Linked DNA regions of Mus musculus: regions 1, 2, 3, 5, 6 and 7 are each linked to region 4. Evidence: chromatin contacts called from public Hi-C, HiChIP or PLAC-seq and promoter capture Hi-C data. All regions are on one chromosome and are shown on one strand. The core of a region is the stretch at or near the end of the contact, and the rest is flanking DNA. Distances in the headings are between cores, read along the strand shown. Region 1 overlaps Adk (adenosine kinase). Region 2 overlaps Lrmda (leucine rich melanocyte differentiation associated). Region 3 overlaps Lrmda (leucine rich melanocyte differentiation associated). Region 4 holds the start of Comtd1 (catechol-O-methyltransferase domain containing 1). Region 5 overlaps Adk (adenosine kinase). Region 6 holds the start of Vcl (vinculin). Region 7 overlaps Adk (adenosine kinase).

The links. Promoter capture Hi-C pulls out the DNA fragments that hold promoters and counts their contacts. Hi-C and Micro-C count contacts between places; a contact is called where the count stands out from the background. HiChIP or PLAC-seq counts read pairs in DNA pulled down with a chosen protein or histone mark.
Region 1: a promoter capture Hi-C map of pre-B cells shows a contact between it and region 4. The contact joins the enhancer-like site here to the promoter of Comtd1 in region 4. A contact is called at or near these places in 7 of 39 promoter capture datasets (the C10 cell line, HPC-7-derived erythroid cells, cranial neural crest and 4 more) and 4 of 115 datasets of contacts at active chromatin or transcription factors (T-cell acute lymphoblastic leukemia, acute myeloid leukemia, bone marrow-derived macrophages and 1 more).
Region 2: a Hi-C map of uterus shows a contact between it and region 4, with 3 times the contacts expected there. The contact joins the enhancer-like site here to the promoter of Comtd1 in region 4. A contact is called at or near these places in 6 of 39 promoter capture datasets (the 3T3-L1 cell line, the HPC-7 cell line, hippocampal neurons and 1 more), 4 of 484 Hi-C or Micro-C datasets (embryonic limb bud, nephron progenitors and uterus), 3 of 115 datasets of contacts at active chromatin or transcription factors (astrocytes, embryonic forebrain and embryonic stem cells) and 3 of 9 other capture datasets (adipose tissue, embryonic stem cells and embryonic trunk).
Region 3: a promoter capture Hi-C map of the HPC-7 cell line shows a contact between it and region 4, with 16 times the contacts expected there. The contact joins the enhancer-like site here to the promoter of Comtd1 in region 4. A contact is called at or near these places in 7 of 39 promoter capture datasets (the 3T3-L1 cell line, 3T3-L1-derived adipocytes, the C10 cell line and 4 more), 1 of 484 Hi-C or Micro-C datasets (nephron progenitors), 2 of 115 datasets of contacts at active chromatin or transcription factors (acute myeloid leukemia and astrocytes) and 3 of 9 other capture datasets (adipose tissue, embryonic stem cells and embryonic trunk).
Region 5: a contact with region 4 is called in an H3K27ac HiChIP or PLAC-seq map of trophoblast stem cells, with 6 times the contacts expected there. The contact joins the enhancer-like site here to the promoter of Comtd1 in region 4. A contact is called at or near these places in 7 of 39 promoter capture datasets (cranial neural crest, embryonic stem cells, pre-B cells and 1 more), 1 of 15 datasets of contacts at CTCF or cohesin (embryonic stem cells), 4 of 484 Hi-C or Micro-C datasets (the G1E-ER4 cell line, bone marrow-derived macrophages and embryonic stem cells), 12 of 115 datasets of contacts at active chromatin or transcription factors (astrocytes, bone marrow-derived macrophages, embryonic basal ganglia and 7 more) and 2 of 9 other capture datasets (embryonic stem cells and liver).
Region 6: a contact with region 4 is called in a promoter capture Hi-C map of pre-B cells, with 8 times the contacts expected there. The contact joins the promoter of Vcl here to the promoter of Comtd1 in region 4. A contact is called at or near these places in 2 of 39 promoter capture datasets (hippocampal neurons and pre-B cells), 1 of 484 Hi-C or Micro-C datasets (embryonic stem cells), 2 of 115 datasets of contacts at active chromatin or transcription factors (astrocytes and pancreatic cancer cells) and 1 of 9 other capture datasets (adipose tissue).
Region 7: a promoter capture Hi-C map of the 3T3-L1 cell line shows a contact between it and region 4, with 4 times the contacts expected there. The contact joins the enhancer-like site here to the promoter of Comtd1 in region 4. A contact is called at or near these places in 7 of 39 promoter capture datasets (the 3T3-L1 cell line, the SN4741 cell line, cranial neural crest and 4 more), 1 of 15 datasets of contacts at CTCF or cohesin (embryonic stem cells), 5 of 484 Hi-C or Micro-C datasets (the Ba/F3 cell line, the G1E-ER4 cell line, embryonic stem cells and 1 more), 10 of 115 datasets of contacts at active chromatin or transcription factors (astrocytes, craniofacial prominence, embryonic forebrain and 5 more) and 3 of 9 other capture datasets (embryonic stem cells, embryonic trunk and liver).

The regions. Positions count from the first base shown.
Region 1 is chr14:21,160,537-21,163,236 of GRCm38.p6, forward strand. All of the region lies in intron 3 of Adk (adenosine kinase), which reads left to right. Among named protein-coding and RNA genes, the nearest start is that of Adk, 110 kb to the left of the region's middle. Within about 2 kb of position 1,310, at least 4 of the 459 cell types and tissues checked have an H3K27ac peak or open chromatin away from gene starts, as enhancers often do.
Region 2 is chr14:22,586,573-22,589,272 of GRCm38.p6, forward strand. All of the region lies in intron 4 of Lrmda (leucine rich melanocyte differentiation associated), which reads left to right. Among named protein-coding and RNA genes, the nearest start is that of 4930405A10Rik, 45 kb to the left of the region's middle. Within about 2 kb of position 1,344, at least 56 of the 459 cell types and tissues checked have an H3K27ac peak or open chromatin away from gene starts, as enhancers often do. A contact at or near this core is called in uterus, where this site is marked.
Region 3 is chr14:22,782,540-22,785,239 of GRCm38.p6, forward strand. All of the region lies in intron 5 of Lrmda (leucine rich melanocyte differentiation associated), which reads left to right. All of the region lies in intron 1 of Gm30926 (a long non-coding RNA gene), which reads right to left. Among named protein-coding and RNA genes, the nearest start is that of Gm30926, 17 kb to the right of the region's middle. Within about 2 kb of position 1,287, at least 60 of the 459 cell types and tissues checked have an H3K27ac peak or open chromatin away from gene starts, as enhancers often do. A contact at or near this core is called in the HPC-7 cell line, adipose tissue, liver and 1 more, where this site is marked.
Region 4 is chr14:21,847,614-21,850,313 of GRCm38.p6, forward strand. Comtd1 (catechol-O-methyltransferase domain containing 1) reads right to left here and starts at 1,297. Exons shown (of 7, transcript NM_026965.2): 1 at 1,166-1,297; 2 at 928-1,055; 3 at 597-702; 4 at 389-507; 5 at 260-314; 6 at 1-134. The coding sequence starts at 1,259. A430057M04Rik (RIKEN cDNA A430057M04 gene) reads left to right here. Exons shown (of 3, transcript NM_176925.3): 1 at 1-1,466; 2 at 2,021-2,124. The coding sequence starts at 1,258.
Region 5 is chr14:21,089,188-21,091,887 of GRCm38.p6, forward strand. The region is part of intron 1 of Adk (adenosine kinase); the gene reads left to right. Among named protein-coding and RNA genes, the nearest start is that of Adk, 38 kb to the left of the region's middle. Within about 2 kb of position 1,399, at least 60 of the 459 cell types and tissues checked have an H3K27ac peak or open chromatin away from gene starts, as enhancers often do. A contact at or near this core is called in the G1E-ER4 cell line, bone marrow-derived macrophages and trophoblast stem cells, where this site is marked.
Region 6 is chr14:20,928,027-20,930,726 of GRCm38.p6, forward strand. Vcl (vinculin) reads left to right here and starts at 1,372. Exons shown (of 21, transcript NM_009502.5): 1 at 1,372-1,662. The coding sequence starts at 1,495.
Region 7 is chr14:21,064,390-21,067,089 of GRCm38.p6, forward strand. All of the region lies in intron 1 of Adk (adenosine kinase), which reads left to right. Among named protein-coding and RNA genes, the nearest start is that of Adk, 13 kb to the left of the region's middle. Within about 2 kb of position 1,427, at least 52 of the 459 cell types and tissues checked have an H3K27ac peak or open chromatin away from gene starts, as enhancers often do. A contact at or near this core is called in the G1E-ER4 cell line and hippocampal neurons, where this site is marked.

The sequences.
Region 1 (2,700 bases), core at 60-2,559, 690 kb before region 4:
TGAGATGGTCAAATCTTCAACCCTGCCCCCTTCCACCAACCTCATAGAGAAAAGGGAGAACAGTATTGCAGGAGGCGCAGACTGAAGGGTCCACAGTCACTTATGGTTCGGGCGTCCTCTCTGGCTGCTTTCCTCTTCTTGCCCATTGTGGTTTGCATCCCCTTTCCTTGCTTGTTTGCATGCTTGCTTGCTTGCTTGCTTGTTTGTTTGCTTGTTTTGTTTTTTTGTGAGGTACCACCCAAGACAACCATTTGTTTTTGAGGTTAATTTTTTTAGCCTCCTTAGCTTGCCATTCATTTTCGGAATTCAAGAGATGTGTTGCTGGACACGGCTATGTGAGGTTTGGTAAATGTCAGGTCACTTCTTTCCAGCTTCCAGTTACCAGCTACTGATGAGTGCAGGTGTGAAAGAGCGCTGCCTGTTCCTGCAGTCGTACTAACTTCTGTAGAGCTATACTAATACCTCTTTGGTGCTATTATTTATATGACTTCATATTTATGTGGCTTCTCTAGTTGTTGTCAGCAGGAATGTTGGCTGTGACACATTATTAGTTACTTGGAATCGGAAGTTCAGTATGATGTGTTTTGATGGGGATTTAGATGTCTGCCTGAGTGTTTCTGATGAGTGATTTGTTTTTAGAGTTTGACAGAGAAACAGGATTAGCTCCTCAACCGTTTTCCATATCCAGTGCATGTATTTCTAGAACTCGTCTCTGATCGGAGAAACCCTGGCCCACTTAAATCACAGGCTTTGATAAAGACAAGAGGAGAAAGGAAACCAATAAAGCAAGCCAAGAAGAGCGTGTAATTTGTGTTTTGGGGGTGCCCATGGATAGGATGTCGTGTGTGCTTACCCGGAGTCGCCACATGTCATTCTGAGGATCACTTTCCTACAGTCTTTTCCTTTTACTTGCATGGCTTAAAAAGTAAATGTCAAACAATTTATTGTTTAACGAAAATTGTAAATGTGTTTAGTGGAATTTAGTTATATGTTTTTATGATAGGTTCAAACCTAATGCACGTGTCATTTATGTAAATTTAGGAGTAATCATTTTAATCATCTATACTTAGTACTTTTCCACAGTATATTTGATTATCTAACATGCTAAAAATCCCTCCATCTCCAGAGTTATAAATGGGAGTAATTAAACCTTAAAAAACTTTACACTTGAGTAGAGTAACGGCTTATCTAAGCAGCACGTGCTTAAAACCAACTTTTTATCAAAGAAAATAACATGAGAAGGTAGAGAAATGCCTCTAATTACAGTCCGCATGAACTAACAGCCTAACTTTAACTTTGAACGACTGTTACTTTTTCCATCTTTTTCAAATATCCTTAAATATAAGCACATGTGGGAATGCTCTTTGGCTTTTATCAGACTGACATTGCAGTGATTTTTTTTTTTTTAACCTCACTTGAACATTTGTGGTAAAAGATTTCAAAGCTTTGAATCTTAAAATTTGCTTATGGATTCCCTCCCCCGTGTTATTCTATTAACATTTGGTCTTAATAAGTATAACCTGTTCGGAATTACTGCTGTTTTACATTTATTATTTGTTTAGATGAGAAAGAGGAAAGAAAATTGAAAATTCTGCTTGGCAGTTAAGAGTGCTTTCTCATGGAAACTAATGTCTTTGAGTTCCCCGTGAAGATTTTAATTGTCTTACCCCTCCTCAGAGGCTTAAACTTCCTGAATTGTTTTCAAATTACTGATATCTGCTCCTATACTGAGATAGTTTATACAACGTGAGGTCGTCTCTCTTCAGACGGATGTTGAGTGTGCCCACATCTCCCTTCTTTGCACACCAGAACTTTTCTTCCCTGCTTCCGTATAGTACAGCGACTTTAGTTTCATTGACAATGGAAAGCACTTGCCCTCAGATGGAAGTAAACTTGTATGGCCTGGCTCTCTGTGCTTTCCTGTTCATAATTCTTATTTCCCCATAGAGAATAATTGGAGATGTATTATAGGTTATAATCATGGTATCCTTCATTTTAAGTAGAAGTTGCTTCATGTCACACCAGTAAGAAATTTACTAATTAAGAATCAACTAAAGCCAGGCATTGTGGCCCATGCCTTTAATCCTAGCATTCATGAGGCAGAGGCAGGTGGATCTCTGTGAGTTACAGGCCAACTGGAACTATATAGATGGCTTCTGTCTCAAAAAACACAAAACAACCAAACAAAAATTTAAAAAAAAATTTTTTTTTTACTGAATTTAAATTAAAATTTACTGGAAAACTCCAAAATGTTAGTTTCCTTGAGCCAGTATACTAGAGTGACGATTTTCTCTGCAGCTTTCTTCTGTTTTGTGACTCCAGTCCGTAGAAACCCCATCTCATTTGCTGTTTTAATGGATAACTTGACATTCAGTTGAATACAGTAGGGCATGGAAGCTGCATAGTGCTTATAAGGCCTGCTCGAGAACGATCTCATTCTAGTATTCTTAACTGCTTTTTAATGTAAACATTGGGAGTGTTTTAGAGACTAATAATGAAGGTAATAAAAGATGTCTGTCAAAAATTGACATGCTCACCTGTTAAATGAGTTACTCTGCTCCTGGCCCCAGAGTCATGGGGGCCGGGGGGGGGCAGCATGAGGCAGGTCCCCTTTCCAGTGCACCATCACTGATCCATCCTGCATAGGAACTTGTCAAGTATGGGAAATGACGTTTTGCCCTGGGCCTCAGAGCCAGGCTT
Region 2 (2,700 bases), core at 94-2,593, 740 kb after region 4:
CAGTGGTCCTGAGACAACTTGGAGTCAGCTCAGCCGCTATGATTCTTTTGGCAGCAGACCACGTTTTACTATGTGACCCCATGTTATACATTCCATCATTTGTGTTCCTCTCACTGCTATAGACATGTGTACATGGAGAGAAGGATTACCACTGAGCAAAAGCAGAGTCCTTGTCTCTTGAAGCTGAATGCAAACCTCAGTCATGGGAATGTGGCTACGTGACTATGCTGGGGTGTTTGGGATTACTCTCCCTTCGTAGGTATCCGATCCAGTAAGCCAGTAGCAACTATCATCCAGACTCAATCCAAGTCTGAGTTGTGGGTCAGTGTTTTTGCAGTAAGTTTGTTTCTCTAAGAGCAATCCTCGTGTATCCACCTTGGCAGTCCCCCAAGCATGTCCTCCCCGTCTCAGGTCTGTGTTGCTGGCAGGATGTGAGAGATGGGGCTGAGAAGGCTGTTTGTTTGTGTATTTATGACAATACTGCCTTGAGGGACAGGAATCAAGAGCCTGCACACAGCCCAAATCACATCTAGCCACAATTGCCTTTGAAAACCTATAAGTTATCCACACAGTGACTGGTAGATGCTCACACTTGGAGAAAAGGCAGCCACCAGGAACAATAGAGGTCTTAAATGTGTTCCTACTCCGTTACAAATTCACTACATCATCTTGTGAAATGCTGGACTGGTTCTCTAATGTGCTTAAATTTTTTATTCATTTTATTTTAATTGTTGACTTGAAAAGCACTCTTCCCTGTATTTGGAAGAGTGAGATGTGGCCATGGCATAGCTCAGCTCTGTGGTCTTTCCGCAGGCTTGATTTCTTCATCCTGGTTGGTGATTCATTTACCCCTGAGAAGTTTTAGGGTTTCACAATATGGCTTTTGAATCCAGAGTTCCTGTGGCATATGTGTTTAAACAAAGCAGAACAATGGCCTATCCCACGTTGGGTAAACTATTTTCCTGCCCCTTCATCCACAAAGTGTGAGGTCTACCTTCTCTCTGGCTGTCACGGAAATCATCATAGTGGAAGCTCTATGTAAATTTGTACGGCATTTTTGCTAGCAAATGACTTAAGCAATGAATGATACTTCTACAGTTTACTGTTTTTCACTTTAAGTGTGGTTTTGAACAATGCTTCATCTATTAATCATTTAAGCAATAGCATTCAGAAGCAGGAACCTGTGGTTCATTTAGTGCTGTTGAAAAAAAAAATTCCTATTGATTGGCATCCTCTGTGGTCATGTGATGTAATATTTATGTCACCCAGCCATACATCAAAACAAGTGTGTCTGCTGTTTTGTTTCCATGGGAGATGTTGACTTCAAAGTTTTCAGCTCAGGCTTAGTTCATGTGTGACTAACCACCAGACCTGGAATGGGAAATGACTAGGTTTGTGTATATTGTTCTCTCTGTTCCATCTTTCCTACCCTTTTCCCAGTGCCTAACCCTTTGGCTTCCTCATTTACCTTTGTGTACATAGTTGGACTTTCTTGGCATCCATCCCCACAGTAATACAGGCTCATTAAATTTCTCTGTGAACATGGGCGTACTACTGAGTGGTTGAGCAGAGCCCGGGGCCTGTTGTTGTAGGAGTATAACCATGCCTGGATTCCCTTAGCCATTTGTGTTTGCTCATGGCTGAGAAGTGAGCGGGGTCTGAACTCATTTGCATTTCGCTGTGTGGATAAGGCACTGCTGTTGCATGAATATGAACTTGGGCCTCTTGCAGATTTTGATACCATACAAAATGCATATAGAAAGTCAGGGGTGGAAACCTGGGTGCTCAGAATAGTTTCTCTCTCTCTCTCTCTCTCTCTCTCTCTCTCTTTCTTAAAGATTTATTTACTTATTTATTTTTATGAGTATACTGTAACTGTCTTCAGACACACCAGAAGAGGGCATCAGATCCCATTACAGATGATTGTGAGCCAACATGTTGTTGCTGGGAATTGAACTCAGGACCTCTGGAAGAACAGTCAGTGCTCTTAAACGCTGAGTCATCTCTCCACCCCCTTCCTATTTTTTTTTTTTTCTTCTGGCAGTTTTTTTTTTTTTTTAAGAGAGAGAGAGAGACTAAGAGATAGACTGATTTGCTGATAGGCAGAGAAAGGAGAAAGGAGAGAGAGAGAGAGAGAGAGAGAGAGAGAGAGAGAGAGAGAGAGAGAGAGAGAGAGAGACATGACTAGATAATAAGGTGGTGAAATTCCAAGATGGCTGATTTCTTCCTTATACTCCTGACCTGAGAGAAAAGCCTAGGAGCTTAAAAGAAAGATTTTTTTTTTTTTTAAATCTCACCACCAGGGAACTCAGCCTATGGACAAGTTCAAGGCCACGCCAGGACCTGTTTACCCCAAAGATACTGACCTATTTGCCTCCTTGCCTTTGTTCAAACTAAGGAACTCTAAACTTGGGGAAGAAAGACTCCTCTCACAGACCCTTAACGCTTCAGTCCTGGAGGAGATCTGAGTTTAGCTTTCCCCGTTGCCTCTGCAAAGCAGGGCATCTCTTTCTTCATGTGCCTGCCTTCTGTGTGTTTCCTCACCCCATAAAAGCCTTTCTTTGACCGCTGATTCTGTCTGCTCCTGTTCTATGTTCAGGATTTCTCCACTGCATCCTGCCTCACTCCAGATATTTCTTGTTTTCTCCTTCTTCATCTGGCAGAGAAAACAAACCCCGTGAAGACCCCTGGATGCTAACA
Region 3 (2,700 bases), core at 37-2,536, 930 kb after region 4:
TGGGCATCACAGCTCTGTGGGGAAGCTATGTCCGTCTGCCTTACCTGACAAAGCCTCTGAGTGCTGCTTACACTGCTGGACATGTGCCAAGTGGTGTACCACCTCAGAGAGAGAGGGAGGGAGAGGGGGGAGAGAGGGGGAAGAGAGGGAGAGAGAGAGAGAGAGGGAGAGAGAGAAGGAGAGAGAGAGAGAGAGAGAGAGAGAGGGGGAGAGAGAGAGAGAGAGAGAGAGAGAGAGAGAGAGAGAGAGCTGATTTGGGGTTGGGACAGGTGTGGGTCAGTGATAAACAGGTCTTTGCCCATGATTTTGTCTCTCCCTATGATACTGAACCCATCACTAGCAAAGAAATTTAATGCAATGATTTCTCCAAAAGCCATCGAACCCCATTGTAGCCCTGCCTGAACATATAAATATACCCTTCCTGAGGACATATTTGCATTTTTGGGTGAAAGAAATCCATATATATGGCAAAGATGTCTCTGTAATTATAGAAAGTTTATTTCTGTCCCCAGATGTCAGCAATCAAATTCCCCATAAATATATTTTGTGTAAATCTGTCGGCAGCTGGTCTCCATTCAGTTTTCTGGAGATATTAGCCTGTCTTTGAGTTTATGACAAAGTTAAAAATTATTCATTAAACTGACCTGCAGTATATTCAGTAACTGGAAAATTGCCTTGCCGTTCTATTTGGTTTGTAGATGTGATCACAAGTAAATTTTTAACTTAATTAATTGGCCGTTTCTGTTGACAAGAAATTTATGTGGTAATAATTTGCTCGAAATAGATGCCGACTGTAGGAAATGAGATATCCATCATGGGCTTGTGTTCCAGCAGCTGCACAGTGGCTATTATGAAAGTATTTCAGCCTGCGTCGACCCCAGTGTTTGTGCAGTCAAGATTATATATACCCACGATCCATGGCCTGCCAGAGAGGCGCTGGTGGAGGTCTATGATAACAAAGACTCCGTGATTTATGGCTTGCTGTGAAAGCAGAGCTTGATGAGATTAAACAATTTCATAGCACAAGTGTTTCTCAAGACCTGATTTGTAGTTGCAAGCTGATGGTAAATCACATTTATATATCTGCAAGCGTGCTCAGCAGAGGACTGCAATTACAGTTTAAGACAGCTACTTTTTATTTAATTTTTATCCTGGTTTTGTCTCTTTTATATCCCCCTTCGTCTGCAAACCGTTCACCTTCACAAGTCCTTTCGTGGTTAGGAGGCCAAAGATTGAAGTCAGTGATCTTCTTCTTGTCCTCTTGCCAGCTGGGAGGGAGGGGGGGTGGAGTTCTCAGAGCAGTGCGGACTGGCTCAAACTGGCTTTGACTGGTGTGAGCTCTTTGTTCTATTCTGTGTCCTGTTTGCCTTCCTCAGGGTGTATAGCAGACACTTGTGCTACTTGGCACACAGATGGAGGCCAGAAGCCGTCCTCATCCTGGTTGGGAGGGCATCATCTTGTACATGATGTCTGGGAAAGATGGGGATTGCTTTCATTTTGGAAGTCAGAGTGCAGTGTAGTAGGGGAATGAGGAAGCTCACAGCTGGCTCCCCTTGAATGTGACATTGGAACTGTGCTTTTCATGCAGACCCCTGAGGACTAAACTCTGGAACCAGTCCACTTAGTCACTTAGTGATCTAAAAAAAATGATCTACTGTGGCCTCATCTCTGTGCTAAGTAAGCAATAGGACAAACATCTCTGCCTTCCTCACAATACATGGGTGTGTGTGTGTGTGGCTAATAATAATAATGACAATGATAATAACATAGTCTTAAATGGTTGGTGCTTACATTACTGGAGGTTGGAAGGGAAGAAAACAGCATCACTCCTAGCTGAGGAGGCAGAGAGAATGAACAAGGCAGGGACTTACAAAGTAGATTGTAATTTAAGTAGTGGGAAGAGAGTTCTGGACATTGCAATGGTTTGTATAGTCGAAGACGTGGGCTCAACTATGATAATTGTATCACTGGATAATTGTAACAACGGTATAATAATAGCAGTACACATTTCCAGTACATCATCTTACTTACTCTTGGAAACCCAGACCTTGAACATTCTTGTGATCTTTGATTCTCGAATGTTTTGTTGTCTTTCACCATGGAATGGTGAAACGAGCAAGAAAGCATTGTGCCTCTAGGCCATCAGTCAAAGCTCGAAGAGCTCTGGCTGTTCACATGGGCCTGGTATAAACACAGTCACTGGGTAGAGGGACTCAGAGAAAGTCACAGGGACAGGAGGTGATGCGATGAAGAGGGCTGAGATGGGAGTGCACTTTGATGATGGAAAGAAAGAAATGCAGGAGAGACAGGGCAGGGGCAACTCCAAGCATTTCTACTCCTCACAGCATCCAAAAGAAGCAGCTTGATTTCACCTACCAGGACCTGTTTACAAATGGCTAACATTCAAACAGTAAGTCTGTGCTCTTTTAAGACACAGAAGCCATGGCAGTGTGTACAGAAAACCTATACAAGAGCTAGCACATTTTACTGGGCTCCACATTGAGTCTGTAACTGATTTTAGTAGGATAGTGAAGGAGGTGTTTTTGATTTCTGTATTTTCCCAATTCTGTACTAGTTGCAAGGCTGGTAGTATTTCTGCCTATTTTGCTCACAAACCTCTAGTGCCTAGGACAAAACACAAGATGTACTCACATCCATTAGATACGAGTTCGGGGATTAAGTGAATGATTTCATTCTGTC
Region 4 (2,700 bases), core at 47-2,546:
TCTGAGTACAGCGAGCACGCCTCCGGGACGTAGGAGCTGCAGACAGCGCTCGTAGTAGGCGGTACAGTTCTCTTTGTCCGCGTCCACCACGGCTATGTCGAAGGTTCCGGCCTCGCCCGCCGCTAGGAGCTCATCTTAACAGGGACAGAGGGCATGTGCCGCTGGCTGAGCTAGGGTCTCAGCGGGCTGCTCAGGGTCGCCAGTTTTGTTCCCCGGGGTTGGACAGTGCTGTCTGGGTCCCTCCCGCACTGGTGCTCACCCAATGTCTGCAGGGCGGGCTGCAGCCGAAGGTCGATCTTCTGCTCCACTTCTGCCTGCGGAAGGAGGCCGGTCAGGCCGGCACGCCCCCGAGCCGGAGCCCGAACGGCCGCAGGTGTGGGGCTCTCACCTGCTTCCACATGGGCCGTCCCAGCTTCGGGGGCTCTGCGTCAACCTCGCAGGTCACCACGCGGCCAGCCTCCGGAAGCGCCAAGGCTAGGGCCAGGGCCGAGTAGCCCGTGAAAGTACCTGTGGAAGGGGACACTGTCAAGCTCAGTTCAGGGTGCAGGGCTGCCCTGTGACCCTGGTTTCCAGAGACCATGGCTGCGTGTTCCTACCCAGATCCAGAGCTTTCTTGGCCTTAATGAGCCGCGCCAGGTTGGCCAGAAGCTGGGCCTGTTCACAGGTCATCATGGAATCCCCCTGCGGCTGCTCCAGGGTCAGCTGTGTGGGGAGAGGGAGGTGCCATTCATACCAGTCACCCCCCCCACCTCCCCCCTGAGGTTTTGAATCATTCAGGGGCTCGGTGGCGGGTGTGGCCTAGAGGGGACAGGTCTCAGGGAACCCGGAAGCCCAGAGAGGGTTTCTGCCTAGCTCAAGGTCACACAGCCACGTGAGGTCCACCACGCTGGAAGTGGGGAGCCGGTTCTCGGTCCCAGTCCTACTGACCAGTCGCAGGCTCCGCAGCGCCGGGTGCTCTCTCATGGAGCGGCTCAGCAGATACTGCCACAGGGGATTGTCCTCAGGTGGCAGCAGGCGCTCTTGCCGCCTGGACCCCCATGGAGGCCACCGTTTCCCTGCCGGGGAGAGGGTGCCGAGTCAGGGCCTGCATTTCTGACCGGGTTCTCCGGCTCTTCTCCGCGCCCTCCTCCCATTCCCCGGACTGCAGCAGCCCAGCCCAGCTCACCCAGCAAGAGACCAGTAGCGAAGGCGGCGCCCAGCGCGGCCGAGCCCAGGGCCAGTGCGGCTGGGATAGATAGCCGAGGGACGGGCTGAGCCATGGTGCAGGTTAGCAGCGGCGGCGGAGGTCACGTGTGCTGGAGTAGCGAGGATGGGACTGGGACCAGTAAGCCGACAGGGCTCCACCTTGTCCGGGCCCTGCCCACAGAGCCGCGTCCTCGGGCACCATCTGGTGACACATGGCCGTATTGCAAGGTCAGGCTGAGAACATCTCGCCACCCGGTGGCTGCATGCGGAACTGCGTCGGGGTATGGAGTCATCTCTGCACCAGGGCTCTTGTGAGCATGGGGAGAGGGGATAAAGTGAGTGTGGCTAATGGAGGAATCCAAAGAGACTCGGGAATGCTTGCTGGAGGGGTGCCCAAGTTAAAGGAACCAAGAACCTGGTTTAGAGTCACCTGGTTTCCAAGACAGTATCCTTAGTGGCTGGGATGCTGGGTGTAGCTTTTTTGTGTGACGGTCCGTCTTTCCGAGTCTGTTTCTTTTCTGTAAAGCAGGTATTACAGCCTTACTACGATAGGCACGGGATTCCTCGCATAGTAGGTGCTCAATAGTGGTACTTGCTGTTATGGTCATTGGCTAGAGAGGGTTCCTTGGGAAGCGGTAGCATCTTGGCAGGCAGCAGCTGAGTTCCCCTTGCAAGGCTATCTGCTAGACCGGTGTTCCCTAGACATTTATTGAATATCTACTATATGCTGAACTCTGGTGGAAGCAAAAGACTGTGGTAGTTTATGACTTGGAAACAACTGGACAGGTACAACTGGAATGCAGTTCAAGTGTTACTGTCCCTCTTTTTTCTACAGTGAAATCCTTTCTAGACTTCGCTCACAGGAGACTCTGCTGACCTGCCCTCAGGGACCTAGCAATTGCTTAAGGCATCACCTGCCCCGCCCCCCACGTACGACAGGTATGTGCCACAGATAAAAAGACCCCCACCCCACTCCAGTCCTTTGGCCCCCTTCCCCCCTCCCCTGGCTTCATTCCCATCTGTCTGTCTACATAGCCACTTGCCAGCCTCTAGTCCTCTTCTCCCAGTAAACCCCCTTTATACCAGAACTGTTGCACAGTGTAATTTCTCAGGGGTGCACCTTGCCTCGGGCCACCAAGAATACTGTCTTGCAGAGTTATATTTCACAACACTCACTGCACACAACACCCGATGGAGTTCCGGTTGAAAACACCCGCACAGTGTGCCTCACACACAGGCTTAGTAGGCTATTGGTGCTGTCTTTAAGAGCTGGAGTCCACAGGGCCTCAGAGGTGGTTGCCCTGGAAGTCTGTTTCTTAACAACACTGGCCAGGCCCGGAGACCCTCCGGAGGCAGGCAGACAGGTGCAGGATCAGTGAGAGAGCCCTAGACCTGGCCAACTGAAGCCAATGCTGCTAGAATCCCGGGCCTCGGAGGTGAGGGCAGGTCTCCAATCACAATCAGGGTAGACTGGCTTCTTGACCTATCAGCATCTGTGCAGGGTGCAGGCAAACA
Region 5 (2,700 bases), core at 149-2,648, 760 kb before region 4:
CTAGGCATGGTGGTATACACCTTTAATCCCAGCACTCCAGAGGTAGAGGCAGAGAACATCTCTGTGTTTGAGCCCAGTCTGGTTTACATAGTGAGTTCTAGGTCAGCCAGAGCTACAGAGAAACCCTGTCTTAATCTTCTCCTATCTACAGTCTCTCTCTCTCTCCCCCAAAAGTGATTTTTTTGATTTGTGGCCTTTGTTCCATTACTATAAAAACGTCCGGACATTCGCTTCCATGTTGGAACATGGAACTTGGTGGAGCCTAAATCCATGTTCCCGATATGCTCTCTCCAATTTGGCTCCAGAATAAACTTTTGAAGAACCAGTCTACCTCAATTTTAGGCTTAAAAATGATCTTATAGTAAAGCCAAACTAGGTTCATTTCTGTTTATGATTGAATCTCTGTTTCTCGAGAACTGTGTTATGTCCCACCCTGTAGCCTTAACTACAAAATGTTCTGAACTGCCTGTTCCAGGAATTGCAATCCTGCCTTTATTTTATTTTATTTTTATTTATTTATTTTAAGATTTATTTATTTTTTATATGTAAGTACACTGTAGTTGTCTTCGGACACACCAGAAGAGGGCGTCAGATCTTGTTATGGATGGTTGTGAGCCACCATGTGGTTGCTGGGTTTGAACTCTGGGACCTTTGGAAGAGCAGTCAGTGCTCTTAACTGCTGAGCCATCTCACCAGCCCCCATGCCTTTATTTTAAAAAGTTGTTTACACATCTTGCTTTTGAAACTTAACTTTGTTTCATAGGGTTATGTGGCCACCAATGACTACCTTGTTATGTTCACCTTGCAACCAAGTCTTTGCTTCAGGAAGAACTAACTTATGTTCTGCTCCTGTAACTCTGCCTATTTTGCCCACCAAACCCCTAATAAAACCCCCTAACCCTGAGCTGTATAAAAACCTTGTCTTCCTCACATCCAATGCTGCTCTCTTGCACCCCACCTTAGGGGGAGGCAGCTCATGTACACAAATAAAAAAGTGTGCTGTAATTAATTTGGCCATGACAATTCGAGTCAGTGGTCTTTCTCATCCTATCTGATTAACACCATCTCTTCTCCTCCTTGAGCTGAGACTTGGTTTTTATGAAAATGGCATCTCCCTACATACTTTGCTTTTGTTGGTGATTACATTAGTTATTTTTCTGTTGCTCATCTAAAACATCATGGCCACAAACAACTTATGGGACAAAGAGTTTATTCTGGCTTACAACTCCAGAGGGAGCGTACATACTGTTGGGGAGGCATGGCTGCAGGCTGCCAGAGCAGGAAGCTGAGAAATCACATCAGGGATTCTCAATTCAGCAATTCCCTCTAGGGAACTGAAGTAGGGTAAGGCTATAAATCCGCACTGCCTGCCCCAGTGGTGGACTTCTTCCTCAAGCTGCTGCCTCTTGAAGATTGCATAACTTCCTCAAACAGCACTATTGATTAGAAACCACAGCTTCAAATACTGGAGCCTAGGTGGGACATTTCAAACCACCACAGTTTTTCTCCACCATGTCTACCTGGCCCCATCCCTGCCTCCTGTTGACCACCGTCTCTATCCAGGACATTTTCATGTCTCAAGAGTCCTGTTCTCTTCATTTCCCCTTACACTGCCCTTTCAACCTCTTTCCTCTTTTATGGTCCCTCTTTTAGTTTTATGACTTATGCCACTACAATACATACACATATAAAAATGAAATTCTACAGTCTCTATGAGAGGGGAAAACATGCAGTATTTTCTTTTTGAATCTCAGTTACTTTGCATAATATAGTTTCCAGCTATATTCATCTTCCTGTAAATGTTATGATATACATAGTAAAACTTTAAATTTTTTTATTTATTTTATATGTATCGATGTTTTGCTTGCATGTATATCTGTGCACCACATTTATGAGTTACTCATGGTTGTGAGCCGCCATGTGGAGCTGGGAGTTGAACCCTGGTGCACTGGCAGAAGAGTTGTAACTGCTAAGCTATCTCTCCTATGCAATGGAATTTTATCTTTTTAAATGTTTTATGGCTTTTAAGAAATTGCAAAAGAAAAGAGTGACCCAGAACATGAGTCACTCGGTTGTTGCCAATGATGCATTTTGCATAACCATGCTGTTTTGCAAATCCAGGAAATCAATGTTAGTAGAGTACTCCAAATTTGACTATAGGATTTTTACCACCTTTTGTCTTTGCTTTTTTTCTTTTACATTTAGCTGGTAGTGATAACATAAAGTTTTCTCATGTCCAGGTTTGTCTGTCCCCACAGTTGGTACTATACTCAGTTCACTACAAAGAATCATTACTGTGCTGTCCTTTTTTGTCCATGCTGTCCCCTAAACTCAACCTTGGCATTTACCATTCTTTTTTGTAACTAGAATAGCGTTTTTATTCCTTAAGATGTTATTTGGATTAATGTTTGTCTTGGGGTTTCTGTCACTGTGATAAAATACTACAACCACAAATAACTTGGGGAGGAAAGGGTTTATTTCGTCTTACATGTCCTGATCACAGTCCCTCATTGAAGGAACTTGGTGTAGGAACTAATGAGATGCTATGGAGGGGTACAGCTTACTGACTTGCTCCTCGTGGCTTGCTCAGGTGCTTTCTTATAGCACCCAGGGCTACCAGCCCTGGTGGCACTGCCCACAGTGAGCTGGGCACTCCCACACAATCAGTCACTTAGACCATTTTAGATACGCGTCCTTCCC
Region 6 (2,700 bases), core at 122-2,621, 920 kb before region 4:
GCAGAAACGGGGGTATGTACTGCTAGACACACAGAACTTTAGAGCTGGGTAAGACAACATGTGGCTTGGCCTTCTGCAAAATGTGACATCCTGAGAAACATTTTTCTTTGACTTGAGGATCTTTCATTTGAAGGCATTAATGAATGTGTTTCCTCTCAGAATGAGGAAGCTTGGGCAAGAGAACTTGAGGTTAGGAAAACATGCAGATGTCTTAAATGTGGTGAGGGGATTGGGCAATTTGGCCCTACTTACAGACTTGTTAAAAAGTATCCACTTTTGAATTTTCATTTCACTTTTTTTTTTTTTTTGAGATGGGGGTCTTGTCATGTTGCTCAGACTGGCTTGGAACTCCTTCCTCAAATGATCCTCCTAACCCTGCCTCTGGAGTGCTGTTGTAACTACAAATAGATGCTCATCACAACCACAAAAGGACTACCCCTCCAGGATGGCCTCAAACTTTCTTTGTAGTGGAGTATGACCTTGAACCCCTGATCCACTTCCCTAGTGCTGCTGGTATACGGGCCCACTCTATCAAGGCTGATTTTGCGTAGTGCTGGGAATCAAACCTAGGGCTTCTTACATTCTAGGCAAACATTTTAGCAACGGAACCAGACCTAAGTAGATTTGCAAAAATGGGATACCAGTCGCTAAAACAGAAGGTGGCAGACAGACTTCTACTCACCAAAAGCGAAAGATTAGCAGGTAAATTTCATTAAGTCTCTAGTTCTACGGAAACGTTCCTATTTATTTAGAAAACACGTATTTGCAAGTGAACGTGTACACGGAGGTCTAGAAAGTGCCACACCAAACTTAACTGTGACTATCCGAGGGCAGATAGTACAAATCAATGGGTACTCATGTTTCTCGGTGTGTTTTTGTTGTCTGGATCTTTTTACTTCCTCGTGAATTACTGGGAGGTGACGGAACAGTGTTCTGACTGCGTCCGGTGACGGTAAAGGGGAGCACCCTGCGGGGAGACCGGGGGAAGCCGAGGTCCCCTCTCTCTGGCGCTGCCTGAGGTGAGGATATCCCGCCCTACTGAGGTGATCCTGCGGAGGGGCGGAGCTCCGCCACTCTGAGGCGGGAGGCGGCTCCTGGGGGCGGGGCCAGTCCAGTGCAGTCGCTCGCTCCGCTCCCACTATGCCCTTATAAGGAGCGCCCCGCGAGAGGGTTCGGGAATCCGGTCGCAATCCCTGCGGCGCAGCCCCAATCCCAGGCCCCTCCCTTGGGAATGGGGGCGGGGCGGGACCTTAGCGGCTCTGCCTTGGGGGCGGAGCTTATCGAAGTAAGACCAATAGGAGCCACAGTCCGGCTCTGAGTTGCGTTACCATTGGGCGCGGCGACGTGAGAGGGCGGGGCGCCTGTGGGGCTAGTTACGCCGAGGGAAGCCCGGACTCTAGTCGCCGCTCCGAGTCAGTCACTCGCCGCCGGCTCCCGGCCCTACGGATCCCAGTTTTCTGTTGCCCGCGGTACGCCGCCCCGCTAGCCGCCGCGATGCCGGTGTTTCACACGCGTACGATCGAGAGCATCCTGGAGCCGGTGGCGCAGCAGATCTCGCACCTGGTGATTATGCACGAGGAGGGCGAGGTGGACGGCAAAGCCATTCCTGACCTCACCGCGCCCGTAGCCGCCGTGCAGGCGGCCGTCAGCAACCTCGTCCGGGTGAGCGCGCCGGGCCTGGGACGGGAGCGCGGGCGGGAGAAGTCCCCAGGGTCCCGGTCCGCCTCGCTGCTTGCATTCGCAGGCGCTTGGAGCGTCGGGTGGACTCCAGGGCAGGTGCCGTGGTTTCGAATGCCGATTTCTCTGGGCTGTGACCTTGAGCAAGCCACTGAGCCTGTCGGGGACCTCAGTTTCCTCATCTATAAAATGGGACACTTGTGTGAGAAATCCTGCCTTGGGGCTGTGCTGTGAAGAGTCAGCGAGCTTTTAGTTGTGAAGTGCCTAGGGTGTGTGTGCCCGTAGTAGGCGCCCAAGAAATGGTCGTTAGGTTGTCTCACGGTCCCTCCCCTGGGCAGGCTCGCGTCACTTGCGTTGAGTACCTTGCTCTTAGCTCCTTTTTAGGCCTCTCCTCTCCAACCTGTGGGTGGTTTCTCTTATGGTCTCCCTGCCCTAACTTCCAAGGATTCTTATTTGCACCGGGCTGCTCGCCTTTCTAATACTTCTGTCCCCTGAGACCCACCTGCCCAACCCTCCCCTGGGATCCTGGTGTCTGTCGCTTCTACCCAACTGCTTGGCTTCTTCCTCTCTCTGTCGCCGCCTCCTTTCCTTCGGGGCATTTTGCTCACACCTCCGGGGACTCTTAGCACCTTTAGACAGTAATTCATAACCAGGAGCCCTGCTTGCCCTCTGCCTGACCCCATGGCCGTCATTTTATTCCTTCCATGAAGCTGTCTATCCATCTTTACTGCTGTCAAATGGCTTTCTTTCACTGGGGCCTTTCCAGATTTGGGGGGCCTCCTCCTCTGCCCCTCCTTCTGGCAGGAAGCAAGATGGAGCTGCTGTGAGAGGCCTGTGGAATCTGGGATCTGCAGCCCCTGCCTGAGGGGAAGGCTAGGGCGTTCTTTGCCAGTCCACACTTTTCTGCCTGCCCCTAGCTATTTATCGATCTTTGTAGCCCACTTCTGAAATGGGAAAAGAGATAGAGAGACTAGTCTCGTAACTGTACCCTGGCTAATGTCACACTTGCTCCAGGCTGGGTGT
Region 7 (2,700 bases), core at 177-2,676, 780 kb before region 4:
TATAGCAAAATAAACATTTCATTCCCTGAGCTCCAGAGCTGGGCTAAACAACCATTGCATTGAAATACAAGAAAGTTATCTCTTTGACAAATAAACAGTGCTCGTGTGCTGTCTTTGAAGTTAACCACATTAGAGATTTGAACACATTCTTGGCCTAGAGCCATGATTAAAGAAGTCTTAAGTCCTTTTAAAACAGTTTTCAAGATTGTTTTTCCTCAGCACAGCTGAGATCTTACCAATTTTAGTTCTTAGTATAGTTGAAGTTTAAGCTGTTATGTCATAAAGGTAAGGCAGCCTTCTACTTGTGACTAAGTCTCTGTTTTGACACACTCACAATGAACTGGTTAGTGTATTTTAGGTTTGGGATAGCATGTGAAGGCCCATTAAAGCATACATTAACAAACTCCACTTGGACTTGTCTGTTACTTAACCCTCTTGTAAATATATATATATATATATATATATATATATATATATATATATGTATATGTATATATATATAAATAAAATAATTGGACTGTTTAGATTTGAGCTGCTATTAAAGCACAGGTTTGTTATTACATCCAGTAAGTACTAAATGTTTAGAATTAAATAGTATTTTAAGTAACACAAAGGAAAGGATTTGTCTTTTTTTTTTTAATGGGTGGATAGGGGAATAGGTTTTCTAGATGATACAATGAATTGACTTTGGATGAGTTCATTCCTATGCTTGAATATCCTAAGGATTTCTTTTCTCTTTCCAATTAAATGAGAGAGCGAGAGCGAGAGAGAGAGAGAGAGAATGGGAGAGAGAGATTGATATTGTATGTGTGTGTACGCACACCATAGCATGCCTGTGGAGGTCCAAGGATAACTTGTGGGAATCAGTTCTCTCCTATTGTATGGGTCCTGGGATTGGGCTCCATCTGTTTTTTGTTTGTTTGTTTACTTGAGACAGGGTCTTTCCAGGTGGCTGAGGGTAGTTTTGAGCTCCTAGTGTGGCCCAGGTTGGCTTTGAATTTGCATGGATACTCCTTGCTCAGCCTCTCAGGTGCTGCATGTTGGGGTATACCACCACCCACCCTAGCTGAAGGATGCTTTGTAGAGAAGTAGATTTCTGTGCTCACAGACAAGGAGCTGTGCACCATCATTCCTTTCCCTGACGGTGCCACGTCCCTTCACACACATCTGACCCCTTTGACTATAGTTCTTTGTGAAGCTTGCCTGCATTCTGGAGAAGACTTGACGGCATCTTATAAATATCAAGTCGGATGTGGGCGTGTTTAACTGTTTCCTTGTTTGCCGTTATCTTGCCTTTTTAAACATTCTCCTTCAGATAAGAGTCCTTACTGTGTTTCTCTGGCTTGCCTGTAAGTTCTTAGGAGACCAGGCTGGCCTTGAATTTAGAGCCTTTTTAACACTGCCTCCCAAGTGCTGGGAAGAAGTTACATGCCTCTCTTTGGGCATTATGTTGCTTCTTTAAATTAGATTAATACAGATTCTTTCACACTTATTCCTCTAGGACTGCTTGGAAAGACTGGAGGGCATGGGATTTGGAGAAGGGTAGGGTAGGGAGAGGGCTGAGTGCAGATTCCTAGAGCAGTTGTAAGTGTTCCCGCCTACAGCTGGTATTTCCTGCAAACCTTGGCGTTGGTTGTGAAAGCAATCACAGTCCTTAGGATGAGCCAGATAAGCTTGGAAATGGTGATTCAGAGTTGCTTATAGGTTTATTGGAAACTCACCAGACATGTTTTAGACTCCAGATTGTCAGTGCTTGGTGAGGTACTTACAAAGATGGAGTCTGGTATTTGTTTCACACTGTTGTGAGAATTGAAGTCCAAAGAGGTTAATTTATTTCTCTAGGGAAAATGGCAGTTTAATAGTTACTAAATATCAGAGGTGAGATTTGGTCCCACAACTTTTAACTTCCCATTGTAATATACTCTGAAACAAATGAGGCATTGGTTTTCTTTGGATTTTGTTATAGATGAAAATAACATGTTTAAAGAAAATGATAATGACTTTCTGTTTACATTTTCTTATTGTTGCTTCTGACATCATCTAAGCTGCTCTTAGTTGAGGAATAAATCCAAACGTCAGGCATTCCTCCATGCAAGCCTGGTCTACAGAGTGAGTTCCAGGACAGCCAAGGCTACACAGAGAAACTGTCTGGAGCACCCCCCCCCCAAAAAAAAACCCCAAAACCAACCAACCAACCAAACAAACAAAAAAAGTTCATAGAGCCCATCTCACACTCAGGGCCTCTGACTCATCCTTCTTTGCTATGTATATTACAGTACAAAGCTACAAATTAGAAGCTCTTAAAGTGACTTCTATATGCAGTAGGTACACACACTATTTAAAGAGTGTGATTTGTAATCAGCTTTAAACTTTTGACTTTCCAGTTTTCTTTTACACATGAAGCTTAAACTATTTTACTGGTTTGTTTTTGTTTTACATTTAAATATGTGTACCGCTCTGTGCCACATTTCATGTTTGCTGAGGCCAAAGGACAACTTGCTAGAAATTGGTTCTCCTGCCTTCTGGGTCCTGGGGATTGAACCCAGTTATGATGCTCTGCACATGCCTTTATCTGCTGAATCATCTCAGATAAATATTCTCTGTGGCATACACTTAATGGTATGTTTCACCAATGGCTTAACTCACTGAGTTTGAGTTTTGAGCAGCTTGTATATTCTAATTGATAACTTGGAAAAGCCA